Linked DNA regions of Mus musculus: region 1 is linked to region 2. Evidence: chromatin contacts called from public promoter capture Hi-C data. All regions are on one chromosome and are shown on one strand. The core of a region is the stretch at or near the end of the contact, and the rest is flanking DNA. Distances in the headings are between cores, read along the strand shown.

Region 1 (3,480 bases), core at 57-2,556, 410 kb after region 2:
GGCAAGTTGATGATATTCCTATACAATGACCACAGAATCCATAAATACCTGCGTTTCATCATGAGGTACACTCAGAAAGATGCTTCACCATTTTCAACAAGCTGTGACACCATATCTTATCAATGTGTGTCTGCTCTATTTAGAGACACGGCATTGGTGGCATTCCTATACAGTGACCACAGAACTAAGCTGGGCGTGCTCACGACAGACGGACAGAGCAGGGAATGCGTATGTGGGGTCTGTTGGCTCAACTGCTGGCCTCAGGCCTCAGTTTTGCAACGATGGCATGCCAGACCTGCAGGGTATTACCATCACACTGTGTCGAGAAAAGACACACGGCGCTTGTATATGGGCGCGTCTCTGAAATCCAGGTAACATTTTGTTGATTTTAGCTCCTTAGGAAACAAGCTTTGTTCTTCCATGTCCAAAACTCTTCCTTAGACAATTTACTCATAAATTACGCCCAAACTGGATCGCTCGGACAGACAGCTCAACCTTAATTATTTGGATCGGAGATGCCACCCCCAAACAATGTTATCTCAGTGGGCCCACATTTCAAGCTCTTCTTTATAGACTTAGAATAAGATGCTCAGCCTCTGCAGTGCACCTATGTCTGTCTGTGCTTTGTCTCCCCCACCCCTGCCCCGCCCTGCAGAGCAGCTCCTAGAGGGTTGCTCACCTAACACAGAGACAAGCGAACACTGTTCAGAACCAGGAGCTTAATTATCTGCCAAGGGCTGCTGTCCCCTAAAGACACTCAGGAGAAACATGACCTGCCCGCTGCCTCTCAGGCTCCAGGTCTTGGGGGAATATTAAATCCCTGCCTTCAGCAACAGTGTCAGGTAACACAGGGCTCTAAGACACCACCTTCAGGGTTCTTGGTACTGGTTTGCTATCAACCCAGGTGGCCTGTCTTTCTACCCCAGCACACTTGGAGCCACGAATACGCCAGTCAGTCCTACCTGTGGTCAGGGCTTCAGCAGTCGCCATGTGCATGATGGTGTTGTCGCTCACTGGCCACCTCCCAGGTGAGAGCACAAGGCTGTCCAGCCCCCCTGTCTTTTGCAGCTCCTCCTGGATTGAGCCTAAAACGCTGTTCTCCCTGCAGATGTTTCCATAGCCGAGGGCATCTCCAACACTCCCCAACAGCATTGCAGCCTTGAACTTCTCCATCTTGGAAGGTGACCCCTCTTACCCTGCGGTTGCCTTTGTCCTCTCCTGGCCACCCTTAGCCAGCCCCGCTGACATTTATACTGGTCATTGTATCACCATCCAGCACTCTCCAAATGACCAGGCGTTCCTTCCCTGCCTTGGCAGGTGGCACCAATGAGATAAAGGCTCAGAGCTCACCACGTGGGAGCTGTTTGGGACACGCTGGCTCTCCAGCAAAGGAGTCTGCTGGCACCAGTGTACACCCAGCCAGCTCAGCCCAGCTCAGAGCCCGTGAGCTGTGCTACTCTGTCAGCACCTTGGTGAGTTGTGCCCCCTGCTGGCAGAGCGACATACCACAATGAGAACATACTGCTCCATCCCGGTTCCTTGACCATCTGCTCTGCCCTACCTTCAGACAGACACACTCCTTTTGCCCCTTCTTGTCTGCCCTCTTTCACTCAGCATAAAACTGAGGCCCACCCATTGTAGTTTTATGCTTTTAGAAAACTTTTCTGGCTGGGCAGTGGTGATACACGCCTCTAGTTTCAGCATTCAGCATTCAGGAGGCAGGGGCAGGTGGATCCCTGAGTTTGAGGCCAACCAGGTCTACAGAGTGAGTTCCAGGACAGCCAGGGCTACACAGAGGAACCCTGCCTCAAAAACAAAACAAAAAAAACAAAACAAAAAAAAAACCAACAACAAAAAACAAACAAAACCCATCCCTTATTATAAAATTGAGGGCTGTGGGCTGCAGTAGACCCGACAGAGCAATGTTACCTAATGTATACAAGGCCCTTGGTCTGATCCTCAGTTCCATTAAAACCATGACATGAGAGAAAACCTTACAAGAACGAGAACTCCCAGCTCCTGTGAAAAAGTGTTCTCTCACAACTTAGTGTCCAGTAAGGGGCTCCAGTGCTAACCTTTAGTGATGCGTGTCTATACAAACAAACTTCACTTGTTGTAAACATCACTGCCTGCTCATGGAATTATTAAATAATGAGGATGGATAGGTGCACTTTATAAAGCCAGGCTTCTTGGTTTGAAATGACCTAGGTCAACCACCTCCCTATACCCTGTCTCAAGCACAAACCTTGCAGCCTCAGACATTGCTGGCCCTCTTGTGACGTAAATCTGTCACCCAGAATTGGCAGTGCATCACTTGGACTTAGAATACAATTGGAAAGAACTTTAGTGTGTAACAAGACGCCCTTCCTGCTGGCCCAACTCTCAGTCTGAAGCAGTCCCACAAATCCAGAAGGTACATAGCTCCCATCCAGACAGACAAACAGCAGAAGCCAGCAGGAGCCAGCTCCCACTTACGGTGTACCAACTTATGGACAAGTGTGACCTGGCTCAAGGAGTGAGGTCCAAGGACTCTTGGGAGAGGCTTTGTTGTGGATGTTTGGAAACCACTTCTACACTATTCGGTCAAAATCACACACAAGATAAGGCTGCCTCACTAGTCTGTCTACCTGACATTCACAGAGCCCCTTCTGTTACAGGATGCTAGGCACAGCAAAAGAAGCTGGGAAGTTGACTTCTGCGCCCACAGAGCATCAAGTATGAACTGCACTGAACATTTAAACTACCACAACTCAGCACCTACGTCACTTAGACAAGGAGTATGCTGTCTCCTCTGGGAAGTGGAACAGATTACATGCATCTCCTAAACCTGTGGTGTTGGGTAAATATGTTCTAGATATAATCTTAGCTGTAGTAGCATATTCTGATAGACGGCCCCCACATTCCAGCATATTGGGCAGAGAAAGCGACCTGGAGGGATGGAGCTGTCTGTCTGTCTCCAACATGCTACTTACCTGGTGAGGATGCAATGTGGCAAGGGCTTGCTTGCTGTCACTACAGAGGCTCTTTCTGTTGCTCCAAGACAAAGCCCAGGACCTTGATGTGCACAGGTAGGTATTTGTGCAACCAAGAATAAAGGACATCACAACACCAGGGAAAATATTTTATTTACTATGTCTGAAGTTTTCAGCATTTCTGTAACATGCACAATTCAAGTGTAAATAAGAGAACAGAAAGCACAATTGTTTAAAAAGCCTTTATCAATTACTGGTATGTCACAGCCTATTGACAATCCCATAGAACTTAACTTATTTATGCTTGTTTGCCTATTTGTTTTACTGTGTGAGTACATGTGTGTGGGGAGTACATGCATTTCATGGCACATGTGTGGAGGTCAGAGGACAACTGGAGAAGTCACTTCTCCCCTCCACCACGTGGCTCGCAGGGACTGAACTCAGGCTGGGCAGCACATGCCTTCACCTGCTCAATCATATCACTGCTCCTTTCCCTGAAGAATGTTAA
Region 2 (3,504 bases), core at 258-2,757:
CCTGTTCATCCATTGTCCTCCTCCTGACCCTTCAGAGTCTTTGATTGTTACTGCACCTGCCTTAGTTAGCGCTCTATTGTTGTGGTAGAACACTTTGACCAAAAAGAACTGGGAAAAGAAAGGTTCACTAAGGCTTACACTTCCCAGCCACAGTGGGCCAGTGATGTCTCAGAACTGACATGTGAGACACAGATTCTTTTTGTTGTATGTTCCCTTCCTCCTTAGAGCAACTTTCTTTCCTTCTAAGCAGCACAAATCAAGAACAAAGACAGACAGGGAAAATACAGATCAACCCTAACACTAATTATGTAAAAGTGTCTGTCTATGAAAATGTTCACATCTGTCTTCAGGCACATCACATCACCAAGCAGAATCCAGAAGCATATTGACAGGAGACATAGAATGAGCTCATTTTGACCCCAGAAACAGAACATTTCATACATGCACCCCACTCACACAGTCAGAATAATAGGCTTGAGACAAATGGGTCTTGGCCCCCTGAGCTACAGAGAAGGGACCTGGCAAAAATCAGGGTCTGTCCTTAATTTTGAAGTAACAGACAGGATGAGTAGATGCACGTTTCCTTGGTAACAACATAGACCCTGCTCCCAAGACAGTGTGGGTGTCAGTGGGGAGCACTGGAGGCATCCTCGTACAGCGTACAGCGAGGGAAGTTTCACACCTCAGTCACTCATTGAGAGGCCTGCCTGTGTCCCACTCAGCAGGGATTTTAACAGGTAGATTCTCTCTCCCCAGACAGATCTAGGTTTGTATCAAGGTGACTAAACCCAACCAGGACAGCATTCCTCAGACGGTCCTAGAATCCTTAGACCCATCCTGCAGGTCAGCCCGGGAGTTACTCAGCTTAAACAAGTAAAGCTTTGTACAAGTGAAGGCAGTTGTAGGAAATGCTGAGAGGACCGTTGCTTGCTTCAAACCCAGTTTCTCCTCTGGTCGCTTGTTTTGGTATGTTTAATCACAATTAAGAAATTGATGCCAAATGTAAGATTTTGAAGCCTTTACCCTCTGTTTTTTCTAAGAACTTTATAGTTTTAGCTGTTAAATTTAAGACATTGATCTTACTTTATGTGTGGTGTGAAGGGAGTTGTCTTATTTTCTGTTAAGTGGGTGTCATTTTTTGGACCCCGTTGTTGAATGGCTATTTTGTTTTGCTTTGTTTTCCCTGTTAAATGATCTTGTTTCTCTTGTTAAATCATCTGGCCAGAGGTTCCAGGATGTTTCCAGGTCTCAGTTCCATCCTGCTCCGCTCTGGCTTTCTCTGTCTGTCTGCACTCCAGTTCTGTGCAGTTTACTTTACTGCCATTTGCTAGTAAGCCCTGGAATGAGACTGTACGCACGGCCAGCTTTATTCTCCCCTAACCCTGCTGTGCTGTTCTGCAGACCTTACCATTCCCCTTGAGTTCCTGCGAGATCACCATTGGGAGTTCCACAGGACCACAGGATCTACACATGGCTTTGGGTAGTGTTGTCATCTTAACAAGAAGTGTCGCAATCCACAGAAGCAGATGTGTTTCTGTTATTTGGCTCTTCTGCGATTTCTTCAGTGTTACATAGTTTTATGTGTGTTAGTCTTTTTCCTCCATGGGTACACACATTCTTGAATATTTTCTTTCTGATGCAATTATGGGTAGAATGTTTAAAATGTCTTCCCAAGGTGAGTGTGGGAGCGTGTGAGACGCAGCTGGCCCGCTGTGCTGATGTCACAGCTGTGCCATTACTGCAGTCATACAGTAGCTCTGGGATTTCATGCAAGGTGGGGTGTGTGTTCTTTATGACATCTGGCTGTAAGATCTGGTCCTCTGACAGAGTTTGTGTTGCTGAGCTGTGTTCATCCTAATGCAAAGGCAAGAAGTCCTGCTGCTCTTCACTTTGGAGCAGTTCTTAGGGAGCCGCTATGAGCACACTCTGGGATGCTTCTGCAGTTTTCCGTTCAGAGCATCTCGTAGGTCTCCATCTGATAACGTCACATGTTACATTACACATGTTACATTACACATGTTACATTACACATGTTACATTAGCCATTTCCTATGCCGAGTCAGGCTGCCATTCGGGGAGGAGTCCTGTTCAGGGCATGCGGACCTTTCATAGCTGTGGGTTCCGTCAGCTAGTGCTGCTGAGGATTGCTTCCTCTGTGTTTATAAAGGCAGGCCAGCACTAAGTATGACTGTGTTTTGTACAGCTTGGTAGTGTTTTATATAGGACTTTTTGTCATGCTTAGCAAGAGGCCCCTGTGTCACCACAGTAGAAAGTCCCCTGAATACTTGTACAAACAAAGGCCTCTTCGCTTCTGAAAGCTTTACTTACTGCTCAAAACACCCTACATTCTGGACAATTCTAGATCATTCTCTTTAGAGACTCTTCCTGTCTGATGATCCTTCTGACTTGTTAATGAAGCAATGTACTCTGCCTCTGTCCCCTCCCTCCTTCCCTCCCTCCCTCCCTCCCTCTTGAGGGATTATAAGAACCATAACCAGTGGGGCAGTGGGGTATGTCCTTCTCACCAGATAGGAGATCTAAGAAGTAAAATTGTGACCCGAAGAGCTGAGAGAAGTGCTGAAAACACAGGAAACAGTTTTCAAAATCTAAAATCCAGAGTTTGAAATGCTTGCTTAGGAGACCTGTGAGTATTACACCGTTGTACATGGATTAGGGTGAAGGAGCAAGAAACTCCCAAAGAAACCCCACCAGTGCCTCCCACCCAGTGAGAGTTTGCTGTGTCTTGGCAGGGGGAGGCGCAGTGGCAGGTCTGTGCATTGCACACACTCCACATGTGTTAGGTCCCCTCATCCCTAAGGCTTATTTAATATCCCCTGTACCCAGCATGAGGGTGAATCACCTTGTAGTCTGCCATCTCCCAACTTCAAATACTACTACCACAACACTGCAAACTGTTATCTCTCAGAAGCTCAGTTGAGTTCTGTATCTGTTTACAGAACAAACAGATTCAAACAGAATCTGTTTACCGTTCTACAGTGCATGTGATTGTCCGTATTGACCAGGTTCATAGGTTATGGTTCCACAGTGTACATGATTGTCTGTGTGGAGTAGGTCTCATAGGTTACAGTTCTGCAGAGCACATGACTGTCTGTATTTCATGTAATTTAGTAATCCCTAGAGGGTGGCTGGGTTATGACTCATCCATTCTCTTCAGAGATGGGTATAACGATGGTCTGAGAATGTATTCAGCAGGTGTCATGAGATTCACATTAGACACTGGAATGCATTCAGCAGGTGTCATGAGATTCACATGAGACACTGACTTGTGTTGCACAGGAAGGGCTGCGAACCCTGTGTGTTGCATACAAGAGGCTCGAGCCAGAGCAGTACGAAGATGCTTGCCGACTGCTACAGAGTGCCAAAGTGGCGCTTCAGGACCGGGAGAAGAAGCTGGCAGAAGCCTACGAGCAGATAGAGAAGGACCTTGTTCTGCTTGGTGCTACGGCTGTTGAGGACAGGTAACAATGTCCATGTGTCTGAGAG

Evidence for each region. Promoter capture Hi-C pulls out the DNA fragments that hold promoters and counts their contacts.
Region 1: a promoter capture Hi-C map of stem cell-derived epiblast-like cells shows a contact between it and region 2, with 2.2 times the contacts expected there. The contact joins the promoter of Adprhl1 here to the enhancer-like site in region 2. A contact is called at or near these places in 11 of 39 promoter capture datasets (the 3T3-L1 cell line, 3T3-L1-derived adipocytes, the C10 cell line and 6 more) and 2 of 9 other capture datasets (liver and macrophages).

The regions. Positions count from the first base shown.
Region 1 is chr8:13,252,856-13,256,335 of GRCm38.p6, forward strand. Adprhl1 (ADP-ribosylhydrolase like 1) reads right to left here and starts at 1,307. Exons shown (of 7, transcript NM_172750.4): 1 at 963-1,307. The coding sequence starts at 1,173. It overlaps Dcun1d2 (DCN1, defective in cullin neddylation 1, domain containing 2 (S. cerevisiae)), which reads right to left. Exons shown (of 7, transcript NM_001024504.2): 7 at 3,108-3,480.
Region 2 is chr8:12,839,529-12,843,032 of GRCm38.p6, forward strand. It overlaps Atp11a (ATPase, class VI, type 11A), which reads left to right. Exons shown (of 30, transcript NM_001293667.1): 18 at 3,298-3,479. Among named protein-coding and RNA genes, the nearest start is that of Gm15350, 9.4 kb to the left of the region's middle. Within about 2 kb of position 1,508, at least 19 of the 459 cell types and tissues checked have an H3K27ac peak or open chromatin away from gene starts, as enhancers often do.